Linked DNA regions of Mus musculus: regions 1 and 3 are each linked to region 2. A link is a contact called in public promoter capture Hi-C data. All regions are on one chromosome and are shown on one strand. The core of a region is the stretch at or near the end of the contact, and the rest is flanking DNA. Distances in the headings are between cores, read along the strand shown.

What was found. Promoter capture Hi-C pulls out the DNA fragments that hold promoters and counts their contacts.
Region 1: a promoter capture Hi-C map of liver shows a contact between it and region 2, with 2.1 times the contacts expected there. The contact joins the promoter of Ptger1 here to the promoter of Fbxw9 in region 2. A contact is called at or near these places in 1 of 39 promoter capture datasets (liver) and 1 of 9 other capture datasets (adipose tissue).
Region 3: a contact with region 2 is called in a promoter capture Hi-C map of pre-B cells, with 2.3 times the contacts expected there. The contact joins the promoter of Il27ra here to the promoter of Fbxw9 in region 2. A contact is called at or near these places in 2 of 39 promoter capture datasets (hematopoietic stem and progenitor cells and pre-B cells).

What each region holds. Positions count from the first base shown.
Region 1 is chr8:83,665,336-83,668,154 of GRCm38.p6, reverse strand. It overlaps Ptger1 (prostaglandin E receptor 1 (subtype EP1)), which reads right to left and starts at 1,511. Exons shown (of 3, transcript NM_013641.3): 1 at 1,239-1,511; 2 at 1-276. The coding sequence starts at 259. It also overlaps a transcript of Pkn1 not described here.
Region 2 is chr8:85,058,740-85,061,439 of GRCm38.p6, reverse strand. Fbxw9 (F-box and WD-40 domain protein 9) reads right to left here and starts at 1,321. Exons shown (of 10, transcript NM_026791.2): 1 at 904-1,321. The coding sequence starts at 1,312. It overlaps A230103J11Rik (RIKEN cDNA A230103J11 gene), which reads left to right and starts at 980. Exons shown (of 4, transcript NR_110582.1): 1 at 980-1,033.
Region 3 is chr8:84,041,047-84,043,904 of GRCm38.p6, reverse strand. Il27ra (interleukin 27 receptor, alpha) reads left to right here and starts at 1,330. Exons shown (of 14, transcript NM_016671.3): 1 at 1,330-1,455; 2 at 1,701-1,818; 3 at 2,816-2,858. The coding sequence starts at 1,371. Rln3 (relaxin 3) reads left to right here. Exons shown (of 2, transcript NM_173184.1): 2 at 574-838. The coding sequence ends at 812.

The DNA of each region.
Region 1 (2,819 bases), core at 262-2,761, 1.4 Mb after region 2:
GGTCGATGGCAAGCAGGCTGGCGACGAACAACAGGAAGGTGGCAGCCGAGCGGCGCCGCCGCATTCGGCCTGCAACCTGGGCCAGCAGCGCCAGCGCCAGCACGTTGGACACAGCACCCAGCGTCATGGAGAAGATAGGCAGCGCTGGTGATGTGCCATTATCGCCTGTTGGCAGCACCACAGATGTATTGGGGAGCCTGGGTGTTGCGCACGTTGCTGCCTCATCCGCTAGGCTCAGGTTAAGCCCGCAGGGGCTCATATCAGTGGCCAAGAGGGCTGCGTAGATAAGAAGAGGGCACAGTGAGGTAGGGTCCCAACCTTCTGTGCCCAGGGCACCGCCACATGACCCTAGCTGCTCCATTTCAGATCCTATTCACCTGTCACTGGCCCCATCTCGTGTCTGGCTTCATTCTGCCCTCGTATCTGCTGGGGGTCTTGACTGACCTGGCACGGGTCCCGGGTATCTAGTCTCATCTCCACCCCACCCCCACCTCCACGTTTCCACCCCATCAGTTTCCTGGTCCATGATCCCATGGGATAGACCCTTGCCCATTTCTGATCCCAATTTCCACTTTCGTGTCTGCCTGCCCATCTCTCCGTTTTCAGAAGTCTCCTTGGCTTGCCCTGGAACTGGCCAGGCTAACCTTAAATTCAAAAGATCCACCTGCCTATGCCTCCTGTGTCTTGGGATTAAAGGCTCACACCACAACTAGCTTTGGTCACCTTTTAACTCTGTCCTTGATGTCCCTGTTCCAACAACGCCACCACTTATAGTTCATCTCTTCCAATGGCCGTGTGCCTGTCTCCAGAGACTGATCCAATCTGCAGTTAGATCTCTTCCCCAAACAACCCATCTCTACACCTATAGACCCGTTCTTGTGCCCCAAGGCCTCTATGCCACATCTCTGGTCTCCGTGGTCCTCTCTGTCCCCACAGACCCCTGCTACCCCGAACCCATCTCTGAACTCTATGGTGCTCTCAGATCCCATGGGCCCAGCTCTTTTCCAGAATCCCATCTCTGTTGCCCTCTCTTGTCTCCATGGCAATCTCTCACCAGTCTGGCATTGCCTCATTCAGATGCCCATCCCATACCCCTATTTGAACCGCCCCCGGCTTGCCCATTCTCTAGTTGAGAGGAGATGGACAGCCTAGGACTGAGAGCCATTAAACAGCAAGAGAGCAGGAGGGCTATAGCTAGCCTTCTTTGGCTTGCTATCCTCAATGTCCCAGCTTCTTACCCAGTGCTGCTCAGGATGCAGGGTCCCCATGGCCTGGAACTTGGCTCCTGCTGCCTGCTCCAGCTACTCCCTGGCTCCCGGCAGGCCGCTCCCTCTTCCTGGGGCGGCTCCTCGGCTCCGTGCCGCCTCCACCCGCACTTCACTGGCCTCCAGGGGCTGCTCCACCCCATGCATGTCTGCTCTCTGGGGCTGGGAGCCTTGAGTGGGCAAAACTGCTGGCAACAGTCAGGGCAACTGGGCCCAGCTCCTTCCCGCCAAGGACTGAGGTTCTCTGAATTGGTTTGGTCTCTGTGACCCCCCTCCTCTCAGCGGGGCAGGAGCAAACCCCCACACCCTCACCCGGGCCTCTTGCCCGCCTCATTAATAAAGTGGATAAAATCTAAACACTGGAAAATGTGAGCATCGCCTGGGGCAGGCTGGAAGGGCTATGAGTTCCCGTGGGGGGCGGGGGGGGGCAGGAGAGTGAGTGTGTGTGTGGAGGAGTGTTGTCCTCATTGGACTTGAGGGGTTGGGAGTTGCCTGGGTGTGATGGGAGCTAGCAATGCCTCCTACCCTTGCCTTTATGGTTGTCACAGTTGGGCAGAGGTGGGCAGCCTAGACCAGGGCAACAGGGAGTCATCCTAGGTGAAGAGAGGTGGCTAAATGACTCAGGGGAGCCAGGCTATCATCTGTATCCTGCCTTATGGGGAGGTAGGCAATTCATAGGGCACCCTGCATCCATAGCTATGTCTCACCTTCTGTCTTGAAAAGGGGCACACATGCAGCCACTGTCAGCTTAGTCATAATGGGGAGTAAACACTGGATAGCACTCACCATTGCTGACTGTAACATCTATCCCCCCTCCCCCATATGAAACTGATGCTTACCTCAGCACTGGGTGTAAATCTCACTGTCACTGTAAGTCTGTTCCCAGCCCCAGAGCACACCTCCTGATGTAGTCTCCCTTAAACCAATGCCCATGGACCCCGAGAACTTGTCCTGAGACACATAATCACATCTCTAAGGCCTGTTTATCCTGAATCCCCCCCCCCAAAAAAAAGAAAGAATACACCAGAGACCCATGCACACACTGAACACAGCTCCCTGAAACTCACTGCACCCAAGGCTTACCCACAATAATCACAGCTCTGGTTCAACCTGGCTACCAACCACCCACTACACATGGTCCCAGCTGCTCCCAGCAGACATGCGAGACCCCAGTATAGGACCTGGGCTACAATTCAGTGACAGAGCACATCCTTAGCATGTATGAAGCCCTGGGTTCTACTATCAGTACTGAAAATGGGCTTGTGATCAGGGATAGCAAGTAGCCATCTGCAGGGCTTCTGTCCTATATCCAGGATACCCATCTCCTGCCTGGTACCAGGGAACCAGTACCACTCAGCCTTCCTGCAGCATCTCTGCTGGGCTTACCCCAAACATTCCTATGGTTGCTGGAGAGAGACCTCTGGCCTGGTTCCCCTTGTTCCAATTGCCTCCCCTCTCCCCAAGTCTGGCCAGGGTCCCACCCCACCCTTTCCTTGATCTCCTTAAATCCTAGGATGAAATGGACTGTCAAAACAAGCTTGGCAGGTTTACATC
Region 2 (2,700 bases), core at 72-2,571:
AAAAAATCCTTCTAACTATAAACCAGGAAGCCACATCAAGACACAGAAGCCAAGGGGTGGGAAATATGGCTCGGCAGTAGAGAACTTACCTAAGTTATCCCTAGTCGCTCTTCCTGCCCCCTCCCAAGTCAGAATCTAAACCTCAGGTCAGCCATTCAATGGTCTGGAGGAGGTCCAAGCACCTGTTTTATCAAAGCTGTTTGTAAATCTGACTCGGGGTTGGAGGGCAACTCCCTAATGCAGAAGAATCAAACTCTTCCAGATTAGAGGAATCAAGAGCCTGAGAACCTAGCAATATCAGAACCAGGAACATGTCCGAGACATGCTGAGGATGGGACACGTCATAAAGCATTTACCTAGCATAGCCAAAGCCCTGAGTTCTGTCCTTAAAAGCAACAGCAAAAACTCAAAATCATCGATTTCAAGTTGTCTCTTCCTCCAGAAACCAATGACCTCAAGGGCAGAAGGAACAACACAGCTCTGCAAAGATGACAAGGCTAGCCCAAACACTTGTAAGGCTAAGGAGCTACATGAGAACCTGCCCCAAAATAATAAAATAAAATAGAAAAGGTGACAGGCTAGACCTAGAACTGAAAGATTACTGGTATTAATGATCCCAATCGGGAGTCTAGAAATTCAGAACCTCTTAACGAATCCTGGATCAACACTCCATGGGTCAAAGGCTTTGTTATGCTAGTTGCTGCTTGTGCCTCAAGTTGTTTCCAAAGCTTGGGAATTCTTGGGCTAGGGCCTTTGTGCTAACAAAGCGCAAACCCGGAAATCTTTGGATTTTAAGTTTAGAAATCCCAGGTCCAGAGCACTTCCTGAGGAAACCAAGTGGCCTTGTGGTCGACAAGGATTAGGCAGCACCCCAAAATTCCTGTCTCCCAAGGATGTGCATACCTTCCACCACTGGGTAGGGTGCGCGTACGCGGCGCTGAGCGCGTAGCCTCCAGGTGACACGATCACGCACGAGGTCGTGCAACGCTTGGCACACGCACGGCAGGACTTGAAGCACGACTCGCGCATCCAGGTAGGCACAGATCTCCAGCAGCAGCTCCGGGGGAAGGCTCAAGAGGCCCGGTAGGCGCACGGCCGGGACTTTGGAGGCGGCCTTTCGCTCCGGCACGCCTAGGGACGCGGAGAACATGGACTGCAGTGACGAGCGCCGCGGGGTCAGGCCAAGCTTGGGAGGGGTAAGCACACGGGCTACGTAGGCCTCAGCTTGAGTGTCAGGGTCGGGATCTGGCTCGGGGTCAGATTCCTCCTCACAAGAGCGAGGATCCCCACTCCGCCCTGAGGAAAGATCCATGGCGCCCGGGTGGGCGCGGCTGTACAGGTTTAGCCAGAGCCGCGTCTTGTTTCCTAGGCAGCGCGAGATCACTTCCGGCGCCCATTAGATGACGTCAGAGACTAACACCTGCCAGATATTGCTTGGAAATCAGACGTCTAGTCCTGTGCGGGTGTGAATGGTTTTTTTTTTTTTTTTTTTTTTTTGGTTTTTCGAGACAGGGTTTCTCTGTATAGCCCTGGCTGTCCTGGAATTCACTTTGTAGGCCAGGCTGGCCTCGAACTCAGAAATCCACCTGCCTCTGCCTCCCGAGTGCTGGGATTAAAGGCGTGCACCACCACGCCCGGCGTTTATCTTTTATTTCTACTCCTTTTTTTTTTTTTTTTTTAAGGCAGGGTTTCTCTGTATAGCCCTGGCTGTCTTGGAACTCACTTTGTAGACCAGGCTGGCCTCGAACTCAGAAATCCACCTGCCTCTGCCTCCCGAGTACTGGGATTAAAGGCATGTGCCACCACCACCCAGCTAAATAATTCTTAAAAAAAAAAAATGGTCACTGGGTCCTCAACCCGGGCAGTGGGCACGCCTTTAATCCGGCTTCTACTCTTATATTTGGAATCCCCTGAAGCTAGGTTTACAGGTCGGCAATCACCTCTTGTGGATGCTAGAAACCCAATTTTCATCTTCTCCAAGACCAACTGCTTTGTTTTAGACAAGTAATCCAGGATGGCCTCTAATTCGGTGGGTGACCTGCCTCTGCTCTCTCTGTTGAAATGAAAGGCACCTATCTCGCTCACTTAAAGTGCTCTTAAGCCATGGGCCATCGACCGTTTCAGCCCTGGAGTTTATGCTTTGTACGCATTTGGAGGCCTGAGGTTGAGATGGTTGGAGGCCTTCTTCAATCTCCATCTTAGTTTATTGTCCTAAATTTTGTGTGTGCTCCCGTGCACCACAGGTCACATGTATCAGAGCAACTCTGTGGAGTCACTTCTCCATCACCTTTACATAGGTTCTGGAATCAAATTAAGGTAAACAGGCAGCAAACATCTTTATGTGCTGAGCCAACTCTCACAGCAGGCATCTTATATCTTGAAACAGCTATTGACTAATGACTTTTAGCTAGACTGGCTGGCCAGCCAGTGAGCCTCAGGAAGCCTTCTGTCTCTGTTCACCAGGAGTTGCTCTCCTGTGCCCAACACTGATGTGGGCAATCCTAATTTAGGTCTTCAACTTTGCATGGCTTCAACAGTTAAGCTCCACGCCTAAGTTTATTTTGGGGTCAAATGACCATTGTCTAGGAACTCTGATTCAATTTCAAATAGGTCAGGCAAAACTGTGGGCAATAAATGGTTAAGGACTAAAGGTAGTAGGCCAGGATAATTTCACATAGACGAGTCACAGCTCCCCACAAT
Region 3 (2,858 bases), core at 81-2,580, 1.0 Mb after region 2:
TAAATGGCTGTGTCCTCACACAAGCCTGATGAGGAGCCAGGGTCCCAATTAGTGAATAGTAAGTAGGTGGCAACAGCAGCAAACTCAGTAGCTGTCACTGAGAGGCTGGAAGAAGTGAATTCGGTAAAGCAAACAAGACGGTCAATAAATGATCAGTGTTCACTTGAGTGCTCCTCATGTATCCCATAGTATTGTGCTTTTGCGGGCATCCAGTCTGATACTCCTGACAAAGCCAAAAAAAAAAAAAGTAGAAGTTATTATTATCTCCCCTCCCCCTCCCCTGCTTTGTGGAAAAGAAAACTGAGCCTAGGAGGGAGACGGAAGTAATGTCATTTACTATTCTGATTTAGGGAGCCTAGCTCCCAAATGCATATTTTCATCTACGCCGTCCACATTAAATAAAGAATCGCATGAACTCAGTGACAGGAAAGTCCAGCTTAGCACTGAAACTGACAACAGAGCCAGCATTTGAACCCTCGAGGGGATGAAATCAAACTCAGAACCGCAACCTTGATCCTCCAGACTGGAGATGTAAGTGGGCTAAGCCCTGATTCTTCCTCTTTGCTTTTGCAGGGGACTTCTTCGCTGATGGAGAAGCCAATACAGACCACCTGGCCAGCGAGCTGGATGAAGCGGTGGGCTCCAGCGAGTGGCTGGCCCTAACCAAATCCCCCCAGGCTTTCTACGGTGGTCGAGCCAGCTGGCAAGGGTCACCTGGAGTGGTTCGGGGCAGCAGAGATGTGTTGGCTGGCCTTTCCAGCAGTTGCTGCGAGTGGGGCTGTAGCAAGAGCCAAATTAGCAGCTTGTGCTAGGATCAGGGTTGAGCAATGGAGAAGCGGGCCGTGCCTGCAAGCTGCTGTCAGCTGTGCGATGTTCAAGAGCATTCCTACAGGCGAGGCACCAAGGGGTCCACTGTCTCCTTACAGACCCTCTGCCAAGATGCATACACTACTTGCCAACCTTTCCCCACCTTGCTGCCGGCCCCTCCTCTATCCAGCCAAACAGAAACTTGTTTTTCATGGCTGAGTTCTTCCGTGCCACAACCTCACCCCCAGCAGCCCAGCAGCAACCAGATGCCCATCTTCTTAAACTGGCTACACTAGAGTCTGCCCCACCTCCACCCTCAGTCCGGCCCTAATTGTCGCCACTGTCCCTGGCTAACCTCCCCCCCACCCCAAAACAGAGCCCCTGGTCCTCAGTACTCAGACTTCCTCACCACATAAAATAAAGGTTCAGTTCTGAGCATTTGCACGCGTGCGTATCATTGCTGGGGGTGGGCGGATTTGGGGACTTCCCGCCAGGGGCGGGGTGGCTTCCTTCCCGCAGGCTGTAAGCCCCAAGCCTGGTGGTGTCACTTGTCCCTGGGAGCCATGAACCGGCTCCGGGTTGCACGCCTCACGCCGTTGGAGCTTCTGCTGTCGCTGATGTCGCTGCTGCTCGGGACGCGGCCCCACGGTGAGCAGCTTCGTGAGTGGCTGGCTCGGGGTCACAGTTGTAGGGCATCGGGAACTGGGCGACAACAGGATGTAGCAGGTCGGAAAGGGGCCCGGGACTCCCTCTGCGCCATCCCAGCACGTGCCAGGCCCTGCGCTCCGGTACTGCACTACCACTGTACCAGAGGATGGACGCATCCACAGTCCAGCAAGTTCAGGCCCCGGGGAACTTGACCACGGTCCTCTCGGCTCTCTGCGCCCCTGCAGGCAGTCCAGGTCCACTGCAGTGCTACAGCGTCGGTCCCCTGGGAATCCTGAACTGCTCCTGGGAACCTTTGGGCGACCTGGAGACTCCACCTGTGCTGTATCACCAGAGTCAGAAATAGTGAGTACCCTGGAGTGGTCTAGGGGAAACTGAGGACGGAAAGTGGTCACTCAGATTTCAAGCGAATTTTGTTAAGAGGATCACCGCCCGCCCCTCAGTCCGGCTACTGAGAATTCGGTCCACACTCTCACAACCCTCAGGCTAGCCCACTCATTCCCTTATGGCATAACTCAGGTCTGACCACTTTCCCTCTCTCAACCCCCACCCCCACCCCCACAGTAATGACGGCACAGGCCTGCCATGATTGATTCTGCCCATCAGCACGGTAGGCACATGGCAAAGAAAAACTGCTGAGCACTAGAAAGCAGGTTAATATCGTTGTTGTACGACATCGGGCAGGTAACTTGAATTTCTGAGTTCACTCTAAGCAGCATGGTGACACACACCTGCAAACACAGCTCTTGGAAGATGGAGGCAAGAAAATCAGGAGTTCAAGAGCGACCTCAGCTTCACAACAAGTTTGAGATCAGCGTGGGCTGTAAGAAACTGTCTCAAAAAAAAAAAAAAGTCAGTGTAGCGCTTGTAATCACAACAACAATAGCTGGTTCTGGTATGGTTTGGGGTTCAGGGTCCAGGGGAGAGTGTATCTGGAAACTTCATTTCAATTGCGCTAAGTAAAGGACAAAGAAAAAGCACCTTGGGAGGAGCCCCGGGGAACAGCATGTTTTCTGAGACAGGGTCTTACCCTGTGAAGCTGGCCTCTAACAATCCTGCTTTCGTCTCCTGTGTGCTGGGATGACAGCTGTGAACTGTCGGGTGTAAACTGTCAGTCACCCGGCCCACTGTTGAGTTCTTTCAGAAAGTAGGTGTACTGCATACATTTTAAAGAAGAACAGAGAGGTTAAGTCACTCTCCTCAGGTCACGGTGTTGACTTAAGAGCAAGGGATTCAGACCCCAAGCAGAGCAGGGTGAGGCATGAAGTTGGTGCAGGGCTGGAAGCTTAGCCTGGGGCTTAGGCTGTGCCAACGAGCATCTCTTCCCAATCTCTCCTCACAGCCATCCCAATAGAGTCTGGGAGGTGAAGGTGCCTTCCAAACAG